2 separate regions of the Mus musculus genome follow, and region 2 is linked to region 1. A link is a contact called in public Hi-C data. All regions are on one chromosome and are shown on one strand. Each heading gives the region's core, a stretch centred on a gene start, on an enhancer-like site or on the middle of the called end of the contact. The rest is flanking DNA. Distances are from core to core; before and after follow the strand shown. Region 1 holds the start of Map7d1 (MAP7 domain containing 1). Region 2 holds the start of Smim12 (small integral membrane protein 12).

Evidence for each region. Hi-C and Micro-C count contacts between places; a contact is called where the count stands out from the background.
Region 2: a Hi-C map of CD8 T cells shows a contact between it and region 1, with 5 times the contacts expected there. The contact joins the promoter of Smim12 here to the promoter of Map7d1 in region 1. A contact is called at or near these places in 1 of 39 promoter capture datasets (pre-B cells), 1 of 484 Hi-C or Micro-C datasets (CD8 T cells) and 2 of 115 datasets of contacts at active chromatin or transcription factors (microglia and pancreatic cancer cells).

The regions. Positions count from the first base shown.
Region 1 is chr4:126,254,851-126,260,360 of GRCm38.p6, forward strand. It overlaps Map7d1 (MAP7 domain containing 1), which reads right to left and starts at 1,469. Exons shown (of 18, transcript NM_001347198.1): 1 at 1,167-1,469. The coding sequence starts at 1,212.
Region 2 is chr4:127,240,319-127,246,013 of GRCm38.p6, forward strand. It overlaps Smim12 (small integral membrane protein 12), which reads left to right and starts at 3,466. Exons shown (of 2, transcript NM_030252.2): 1 at 3,466-3,580.

The DNA of each region.
Region 1 (5,510 bases), core at 219-2,718:
GACAGGATTAGGCTGGGAACTCTCTGGAAATGTGGGGATGACTGTGTGAGTGGATCAGGACTTGGGTCCTCAGTAATCAAGCTTTTCCCTCCCCTTCCAGGAAGAAAGAGTCCTCCCTCCAACACGGGGCCCAACCAGAATTCTGTCCCCACCCCCTCGTCAGCTGCTCCCAGATAGAATGGGGTTTGCAGAAGTCCAGAACACTGGTGGTTGGTGGGGTGAGGGGTGGAAAGGAGAGCTTTGGTGGTCTAGGGCATTGAGACTCTGTGTGTGTGTGTGTGTGTGTGTGTGTGTGTAAAGCATCCAAAAACCCTCAGTCTGAGGGAATGATGTGGCATGTAGGGAGTGCCATCCTTGAGCGGTCACCTCATTCTACAGAGTCCGGCCCAAAGAAGTGACGTGGTGCCGGCAGACCTCTGTCACTCCTGTCCCAAATCAGACTGGGTGGGCTCTGAAGTAGGCCTGGCTTTTGGGAAGGCGGCCCACTCCCCAGCTCCCACCCGCGCCCCAAACAATACCGCCTCCCCCTCCCCCTCGCCTTTATCCGGCGGGTTACTTGGCAGCCACCGCTAAAGACCTCCCCCTCGTCTCCCTCCCCTCCTGGTCGGCCCACAACAGCAACAGGCCCTTTGCGCGGCAGCTGGACGGATGGGGTGGGGGCGAGGTCTGGGCCAGGGCCTGGGCGTGGGGGTACGAGGGCCTAGCTTCGGTATGCATAGTTCCAGACCTGAGAATCTGGTACCCTAACACACATATTAAGACTAAGGTCACACGTGCCCGCGGAGGATGGAGAAGACAGTAGCTCCAGCTCAGTAAAAGAGGATCTTCAGAGTCTGGGGTGGATCTCGAAGGAGAGTGGGGGTGGGGACGAGAGGATAGCACCAGGCTGCGGCAGAAGGGTCACCCCATCGAATCCCTAGCCGGGTTCCCACGGATCCCGATGCCCCGTGCTTCCCGGCGCGGAGGTTGGGGGGAGGAGGCAGCTGTCAGAAGATGCGTCCGTGGCCCGGAGCCTCGGCAGCGGCCACAGCCTTTATTTTTAAACTTCTAAGTGGTCAGAGGGCGCGGGGGGGAGGGGTCCCCGCCCAGCCGCCAGCCTCATCCTCGGCCGCCCTGCGGCTACTCGGTCCCCCTCCGGGCTCGCTCTTGTGTGGCTCCCGGCTTACCTGCGGGTGCGCCCGGGCCGGGCTCCACACGCGGGCCACTCTCCATGGCTGCGGCGTCACTGGAGGTTTTGGGGGAGGGTCTCAGCCGCGACGGCGGCGACGGCCGGAGGCCAGGACCAGGGTCCCGCGGCGCATCCCGCCCGGCCCGCCCAGCGGGCAAAGACCCAGAGGCGGCGGCGTTCCGAGTGGGAGAGGTAGAGGCCGGTGGCTAACGAAGCTCTGAGTAGCCAGCTACCCGAGGTCGGTCCTCCGCGACCGCGATTCTGCTCCTTTGCCCCGCGCCGGCCCAGTCCTGGTCGCGGCCCAACCCTATTGTACCGCCCGGGCTGGGCCTGGCCTCTCCGAATGTACCAAGTGCGCGGGGGATGACCGCCCCCGCAGTGATGGAGTACGGAGCCACCACGGGCACAACCAGAGGGCTCCGACACCGCCCTGCGATGCAGCTCCCGGAACTTCACGATGCTCCTTCTGTGGTCGCCGCAGGGCGGACGCCGAGCTGGGGGCACGCTGCTGGCCACACTGACTCCCCCTGCGGCCGCGCGTTGGTACGTGCCGCGCGCCTGAAGACTATGTAGGGAGCTCTCGGGTGACTCACCGGCCGCTGGGACTAGGGGAGTGGGGTGCTGGGTTAGGATCCCCTATTCTCTCTCTGGATGCTGGAGGCTCTAGCGTGCAGTCTAAATTCTCTCCCAAGCCTGCCTCAGACAAAAATCTTTATTGGGGGGGGGGCGTTGCAACGCCTGAAGAACGGTCTCATGGAGACTCCTAAAAGGGCTATCCTTTCTCTTTTCTGGTGATGGCTGCGAAGGCGCTTTTCCTCTTGCACCCTAGGGTTGGTGTCTTCTCTGTTTCTCTGGGAGTAATTACAACCCTGTAAGGCGCTTTACTCAGGTCTCTAATCTGCTGGGGCCCTCCCTGATCCAAACTGGGTGGTCCTAGCCTAGAGCCTCCCCTACCTTCATCAGAAGACCCCCATCCCCCGCCCCCACATCTCTCCAGAAGGATTTTTCTTTCCTACGGCTCGTCGCGATAAAGAGTAGTAAGCCTCACTTCACCCTCCTCCCCGAAAATACTCGGGGCTCTGGAGTGGGCTCTCCTATCTCCTGTTTCAATGCCCGCCCGCTGAGGTGAGGGCTTCGAGCCAAGTCGGGCTTGGCTTCGGACAGGGTGCAGGGAGCTTGCTGGGAAGGTGGATCGATAGTAGAGGTACTGGTGCAGAGAGGACCAGACTGGAGGGAGGAAGGAGGGGCCGCTGGGCTCTGCCTATCCTAGCCCTGCTCTTTGTCCTGACCTGGAGGTCATTTCTCTAGTTGTCCACAGATTAGGGCCAGGGAGGCACTGTCTCCCTGTCTCTCCTTCCCCTTCCTAACCACTGGACCCTCCTTCCTTAGAGCACCTCCACAGAACAGTCATTCCAAGGGAGAGGGCAGGGAGTACGATTCAGGGAAAGGGAGAAGTTTCAGGCAACCTAGCAGCAGTTTCTATCCCAGTAGTAAGTAACTGGCGCTTTGAACCCTGGGGGGAGGGGGGAGGGAAGATTCGCCCGAGGTGGAGGCTGAGTGACTTTAGAAAAGGATGGTGCTAAAGGCCAGCAACGAGAGTGACACGTCTCCTGAAACTCTAAAGTTGATAAACAGCAGTAGTGATGTGGGGGTGCAGTGCAGCCCACAGTGGCTGCCTAGCGTGCACTAAGCCCTGGGCTCGGATTTCCAGCACTACATCAAGCAGGCGTGATGGCACAGGCGTGATGGCACAGGCCGGCAATCTCGGCACTTGGAAGGTGGAGGCTGGAGGATCAGACTTTCAAGACAGGCTTCAGGGGGAAAAACAGCTTGGTGGGTAAAGGTGCTTTCAGCCAAACCTGATGATCTGAGTTGGATTCCTGGGACCCACATGGTAGAAGAGAACGAATTTCTGCAAGTTGCTCTCTGATCTCTGCACTCCTATGTAGAATTAAGAATGTACTTCATCCCGGGAGGCAGGTTTCTGAGTTCAAGGCTAATCTGGTCTGCGGATTGAGTTCCAAGACAGCCAGGGCTACACAGAGAAACCAACACACAAACACACACACACACACACACACACACACATAAATAAATAAATAAATAAACAAACAAAAGAAAAAATATATTTAGATTGGGACTCACTGTGTAGCCCTGGCTGGCCTGTAACTCACCCAGTGTACCAGAATGGCCTCCAATTCACAGAGATCCACCTTCTTTCTCCCTGGTGCTAGAATTAAAGGCACATGCCACCAATTTTTAAAAGTAAGGAATATAATAAAACTCCCTTTAAATAGTATTATAATATTTAAATAGTATTTATAATAATAAATAAAAACCCCTGGTTATGGGGCAATTTTGAGGGCAATTGGGATGTATGAGATATGCTTCACAATAAATAAAAAAATTAAATTAAATGGTGCCATGAAGTATTTTGAGGGTCATTGTAAAGATTAAGTAAGACAATGGAAATGAAGTACTTAGCATAGGGCCTGGTATATAGGAAGTGCTGAGTACATATGATGATGACGATGATGGGAACTCAGATATAAAAGAGGATGAAGATGACATTCCATATTTGCTGTTAGTCATCCCATCTGCAGGATGAGGTGATCACATGGATACTAGAGTCCATGGCTGTCTCTTGTGAATCCAGAGGTCTAAGGTTTACATTGTCCAGAGCTGGGCATAGGCTCGTACTGAGCCCTGCAGAGAACCCAACAAGGGACCAGCTGCTTGGGCTGGTTTTCCTCCTACCTCCCAGTCCTGGGATAAAAAAATGGGAGTGGTGAGATTCCCACAGTGGGGAGAGTTCAGGAATAAAGAGGGACAGTGGATTTAAAGGAGCCTAAGAGCAAGAGATTCCAACCTGGGAAAGATATGAAAACTGGAAATCTGCACTTGTGTCTGATCATCTAGGACTGGCTTTGGGGAGTTCTCTGAACTGGGCAGGGGTAGCTCAGGTGTGTGGTGGTTGGCTGCATCTTCAGTCCTCCACCAAAGGCATGTTTGCATTTACACAGGCACTCTGGAGGGCATTTTGGTCAGTGTTTAAGGACACTTTTTTTGTTACAACCGAGGGTGCTATTGGCATCCAGTGAATGTGAGACAAGAATATGGCTTTAAAAAATCCTACAACCCTGTCACAACAGAAAATTCACGGACACAGAATGCCTGAGGTACCAAAGTTGAGGAACCCTGGCCTCAGCCTTTAGTACTGCAGAGCAGCTGGGTATCTGAGAGGTAGCCAATGGGAGGGGCAGGTTTCCTGGCCAGCAACAGCTAGAGCATTCTGGCACAGCTGAAGGGCCTATATGGAGCCTGGGAGAATGCCTTTTGGGGAGCCAGGGCAGTGCTACAGCCCTATAATGCGTTTGGAGTAGGCAGGCAGAATAGACACTTCTCTTTTCTCCCTGTAACTGACCAGGAGCTCCAGCCCAGCAACTGATGATTAACAGATTTATTTATTTGTTTGCTATTTATTTATTTAGAAAAGACTGGTGCCTTTATGTTTAAGGGTATGAGGGGGCTCCACATGCCTTCTCAAAGAAAGTGCAATCATGGGTATGTGTAACATCTGGGCTGAAACCCCAAGAGGATATCCTGCCCATTCAGCTCGAGGCAGGGAACTTTGTCGGCCTCAGCTGCCCGGGGCAGTCTCCTCCCCCTCCACGGAAATAGACAAGAGCGAGTGAATCGTTAGTTTCTCCACCAGGCTGGGCTGGGGTTGGGGAAATTCCCTGACTGAAGATCAGGATGATGTCCCCTTGCAAATCGTCCTAGAAGGAAGGCAGGAGCCAAAACGCTCCCAATCGCCTAGTTTTGATGGGGCAGAGCCCAGGATGAACCCACCCAGTACTGAAGAAAACGGTTAGGAGATTTAACTCAGATACAAATCTCAGGACTAGGGCCTGGGATGCTGCCTCCACCCCCACAAAGTAGGAAGTGGGAGGAGCCTTTTGGGGGGCAGCGGAAAGTGCAGCCACCAGATTCTCACTCCCGCTCCACCCCCACCGCACAGCACAAAGAAGAGGAGGGGCTGTGACTTAGACTGCCTCTTAGCCTCTAGGGCCCGCGGCTTGAGACTGGGACTGGGAAAAGTCCTTCAGGGTAGTAGTGACCAGCTGCCTCTTTCTCTCCTTACAGCTCTTGAGGAGGAAGGGAAGAGCAGAAGTTCCTAGGCAGGAGGAACTAAAAATCTGTACTACAGAGGTCAAGCCTTTGGGTGTCTTAGAGGAAGTCTTTTTTCAAGCTCCTACTAGGGATGAGAAACAACTGGTCCTGGGGTCTCTTCTCCAATTTCCTTTTTTTTTTCCTTCTTCCTTCCTTCCTTCCTTCCTTT
Region 2 (5,695 bases), core at 2,216-4,715, 990 kb after region 1:
GGTAGTGCTAGTGAGTTGGTTCAGTGGTTCAGGCCACTTGTTCTTGCAGAGGATTGAGATTGGATTCCCAGCACCCACATGGCAGCTCATGGCTGTCTGTAAATCCTACTCCAGGGGCTCTGTTACCTTCTCTGGCCTCCCTGGGGACCAGGCATGCACGTGATGCACATACAGCCATGTAGGCAAAATACTCATACACACAAAATAATAAATCTTCAAAAAAGCACTAACCACCAATAAAATGACAGCAATAACAACAACTAGTTGTGGTGAGGCCTGGTTGTAATCCCAGCACTTTGGAGGCTGAGGCAAGAAGATTGCAACGAGTTCAAGGCCAGTGTAGACCACACAGCAAGACTGATTCAAAAGGGGTCCGAAGAGATGGCTCATCTGTTAATAGCACTGGCTATTCCCAGCACCTACATGATGGCTTATAACTGTCTGTAACTCCAGGTCCAGGGGATCCAATGACCTCTTCTGACCTCCATGGACACTAGGGATGCATGTGGTGCACAGACATACATGTAGGCAAAACATTCATAATTTTAAATAACATTTAAAACAACAAAGAAAATGACTATCTTGTAAAAAAAAACAAAAACAAAAACCACAAACACAAAAAGCTGCCAACACACACCTGTCATCGCAGCTGGAGGCCTGAGGATCAGATGTTCAAGGCCAGTGTGGATTGTATGAGACTCACCTGTCCTTAGAACGAACAACACACGGACCTGCACCTGGTGGTGAAGGCCTTCTTCCTGAATTCCCCCCATGCTGGAAAGCAAGCGGAAGAGGGGGAGCTGAGGGGTGACAGACAGCCTTTTGCAATCTCATCCATAGATTTGGGGTCCTTGTGGCCTGGTCACTTTTAAATATGCTCCAACCTCTTTGCATGGTTACAAAGGTAGCTAGCTTTCCTGTTTCTAACAGGAACAGATATCCATCTGCTGAACAGTGAGTTTGGGAAAGCCATGTGAACTGTCTTACTTGCATAGGAGACATGGGAGGGAGGATACCCACTTCCAGTCAAGGGACTAGTGTGGGCAAAGACTTGGAAAGATGACCGAGTTCTGAATGATTGGAGAAGAAAGCTAGAACTAGACAGGGCAGCCCAGGATGGATGGCATGGTCAGAAGGGATCAGTGGCTAAGCTGGGGACTCCATTGTTGTATTTAGATTTTAAAGGGTCCTTTGGCCAAAGGAACGGGCATGGCAGTGGGGGGCAGTTGAGGGGTGGGGAACTGCTAAGATGGTCCAGGGAAGAAATGATGGTGTTGATTTTGAGGGGCAGTTAGAAGCACAGGTGAGGTAGACTGGATCTGGGGAGTGACAAAATGGGCCAACTTGAAGATATTACTCGGAATTTTTTTCCATTTGTGAAGTAATGCCTCGGATGAACCTTGCAGAAAGAAGCAGGAATCTGGGGGAATCTTAACATGACAAGAAGGATTCATTACCAAACACTCATTGAGCAAATGCCAAGAGGTGTGGCAAGCGCTATCTGCACACTAGCGTGATTTACAACAGCAACCCTAGAGGATGTCTTAAAGGTTTTTATTCCTTTTATTTATTTGTGTGTGGGTGTATGCTCACAAGCCACAGACCCTATGGGGAGTTCAGAGGACAACTTTCAGGAGTTGAGAGTCTCCTTCAACCATGTGGGTCCTGAGGATTAAACTCAGGCCATCAGTTTGGTGGCAAATACCTTTATCTGCTGAGCCATCTGGCCAGTCCTAGGGTATTTTCTTACTGGTTTTTTTTTTTTTTAAATACAAATAGGTCTATAAGATGGTACTGTGGTTAAGGAACACACCACTCTGCAGATGAGCCTAGCTTGGTTCTCAGCATCCATGTCTGACAGCTCATAAACTCCTGTGTGTCTGACGCCCTCTTCTGACTTCCATGGGTGCCTACATTCATTGCACCCCCCCCTTACACACACATAATTAAAATCATTTTTAAAAGGTTATAAATATATTTTCTCAGATTAGCAGGCCACAGAGTCAAGATTTGAATTAATTAAACAACTAATTCCAGTGTTTGGTATTTTACTTTATTTTTAGACAGGGTCTCAGCTTGTAGTTCTGTGTGATCTGGAAGTGCTAACTGACTCCTTTAATTGATATAGGATCTTGGTGTAGAGCCAAGGCTGGTCTTGCGCCTCAGGACTTCTCAATGCTGTCATTTCCACTTTAGCTGGGGATTCTGTGCTTACCCAGGTCTGCTGGAGGGAACTTCTAGTCACTATTAAGATCCAGCTTAGGGATCTGTCCTTCCAGGGAACCTCCACTCATTCTTCTTGTATGGACGGACAGTGTCCTCTGTTATGACACTGTGTGGGTCTTCCTGTTTCTTCTCCATCCAGGAAACTACGGAGGGCAGTCCCCATTTGTATCGCCAATGTCTAGCTTGTAGAATGGCTAAATGCCAGCCTGTGTTCTAGACTGTTCTGATCTCTTCCCACAGATTCAATGCACAAGTAATCAAGGTCTGATAATCACGGTTGCTAATTTCTGGCAGCTTCTTCCTCCCCATCTTCGCTGTCAGGCTTAGCTTTGGGCTCTTTGATCTAAAAGAGGAAGAATCTCTAACTTGACAGTACAGTCTTGAAGACGCTTCCTGTGAGAGTACCCGTGACCTTGAGAAATGGCTCACTGCTAACTTAAGGGAAGCTGGGTAGACTTAAGGGAAGCTGGGTAGAGCACTCCAGGTAGATGAAAGAACATGGACACACAGGCTTCAAACGTTGATTTTTAGCATGCTATTAGTGGGAAGGAGACTGGTCAGGTTGAGAGCAGTGTGGGCAGGTTGAGAAGGCAGGACTATGGTAGTCCATTAGAGAGCTTGGGGTGTGAGGCTTTTTCTTATATGTGATAAGTATAATTCCGCTCAGGGACAGGGGAAACATGGAGGAAGGAGAGTGAGTACTTGCGATCAGAGGGTCTTGGTACTTTCAGCAATTTGTAGACTCACTAACGCTACAATCTAGTTCCCTGCGAGATGTGTGCCTGGCACAGTATTTTACAAACAAGATGTTATCTAACCCTTGCAACATCCCTGCTGAAATGGAAGGTTTTAACGCTATGCAGAAGAATTGAGGCTCAGATTAATTAATGATGTTCCCAAGGACACACAGCCTGAAAGCACAGATCCCAAGAAGATTGAAAGTACTAGGTTATTCTCTGCTACGGGAGCTTCTGGAGGTCAGGGGTTGGGTTTTCGGTTTCAGTAATATCCGACCTAGGTAAGTCTCGGAAGACACCTAATGAACTTCATTTGGATCAATGAAAGCTGACTATTCTTTTTTCTTCTTCACAAGCATGTGGCAACGTCACAGGGGAGCCTCCGAGCCGTCAGGGGGCGCTATACTATTCTGCGTTTAGTCCAACGCAGGGTCGGGTGCCTGGCTTCCTTTCTTCTGTAGCTGGCTGGAGCTCAGCCAATCGCTGCTCTCCGAGAGATGCCAGTGGGCGGGGCCTCGGGCGCGCCCCGCGGGCCACTGGGAACCTCGGCGTCCCTGTTGCTCCCGGCTAGCGGGCGCAGCGCGGGACCTGTCCGGGGTGTGCGGGCTGGACCGCAGGTGAGTTCCCAGGGCTGAGGGCACTTCGCTTCCCAGGATCGCTGGCCCCCAGTCCCACGGGAACGGCTCCTCCTAGTTGAGGGAGCGATGGTTTCCGTGACCCGCTCGGCCTCGGCCAGCTTTTGGTGGCCGAGTGTGGACTGTGGTCAGATCTCGTCCGCCTCAGGCCCCTGCAGGCCGAAGGGTGACGAAGCCACGCGTGTGGCGTGACTGGACAGGGAACAGGAGCTGATGACCCGAACCTCACTGGCGCTCCCATCCCAACTTGGCTGGCTGTCAAGGCTGATGGTTTCACCTTCTCGGACCTCCTACGACTGCTCTCATTTGGAGAGCTTCCGGTGGGCTCAGGCACTGGGACAGGTTTCCTGGCGGCCCGGTTGACCTGTACCTGGAGCCTTTGGCTGGCGCCCCTGCGTGTCGGGCTGGAAATAGGCGTTGCAGTATTTGGGAAACACTTGTGCTACTTACATTTTGATACCTTCGGGATGACTTCATGAAGTCTAGCTGCTTATGATCATATCCCTATACCCCTTTGTGAGTGCGGGTGGAAGGCTGCTGTAGTCTTCCATAAACAAAGCAACATGTTTATGCTGCCTGTCATTCATTCGACCAACAAACTTTTTTAGCTCTTTGCTAGGGAGGATAGCAAGGGTGGGAAGAGGCACAGAGCATAGGACGATCCGGACATCCTTAGTTCTTAACCTTGTGGAGCTCCAGGGTGTTTTGAGAGCTGTAGACAGGTAGGGTAGGCCCACATAGCTTACCGAAGAGAAGGTTGTGTTGTATACATGGATGACTGGAATTCGGACAAGAGCACATAGAACTTGGGCTTTCTATGTACAAGAGTAATACTCATAGACTGGTGCTTGATATGCCCGCCCTAAGACAAATTGGAAAATTGAGAGTCTCTACCCAGGAATTGTATAAAGGACTTGCACTTGGTGTGGACCTGTGATCACAAGCACTTGGCACTGGAAACAGGAGCGTCGGCAGATCAAAGTTATCCTTAGCTACTTTGAGGGTTTGAGGCCAGGCTGGGTGCCATGAGAACCTGTCTTAAAAATAAAAACAAGCCCAACGGTGGTGGCACATGTCTTTAATCTTGGCACTAAGGAGGCAGAGGCAGGCCAGTCCAGTCTCTGAGTTTGAGGCCAGCCTGGTCTACAGAAGGAATCTGAATGGCAGGGCTACACAGGGAAACCCTATCTCAAAAAACCAAAACCAGCTGACCAAACAAACCCCAAAACTTAAAACAGAAAATAGAACGAAGTACTGAGTTAAAAATAGAATGGAGGATTGAGTTTGGGGTTCTTTGGAGCTTCCCCTCTTTGTTAATGTGTACATTGTAAGGTTTCTCGGATCTCATGATATAACTTCAGAGCTCAGAAGGAAGGAAGACTTTCAGTGTAATGAAAAGCCAAGCTAATGGGGAGCTGTAGGAGGCCCTCCACACATCTAGGGTGTGAACGGACACCATGCATACATCTGCAGAGTGTTCTTTCTGCTAGAAAAAAAGCCCAGGCTTGGCCTCAGACCAGCGGGCCTGCCACTTGTATGATTTTGGCAAGCTGACACAGTGTCTTTGAGCCACTATGGCCTTGGACAAGAATCTGGGCTCCTCGTTCCTACATCATAGAGATGTGAGGGTCAGGCGATGACCAGGGGAGATATGGTAGAGCATAGGGCATGGTGTCAGGTCAAAGGAGCAGGAAGAGAAACTTGAATCTTGCTGCAGTTCTTTGCCTTTGAAGGTCCATGTGTAGTGTCAGGCCCACAAGACACCCAAGTTCCCCCAAAGAGAATAAAAGGGGGAAATGAGGAGCCTTCAAATCTTCCATGAGGTCTGGATGTCTCACCGTAGAGCCGAGAGAGAGAGAGAGAGAGAGAGAGAGAGAGAGAGAGAGAGAGAGAGAGAGAGAGGTGTTGGAGAAACAGTTATGGAAGCATAAACACGGGCAAGTGACTCCATGCTGATGACTAAGGCGAGCATGTGAACATTGGAGAACACTGTGTGTGTGAAGTGCTTAGCCCAGGGCCCAGCTTGGAATAAGCACTCAGTAGATGGTGGTAGCTTGCATTATTACATTCATTGCCAGCAGCCTTTTATGATTGTAA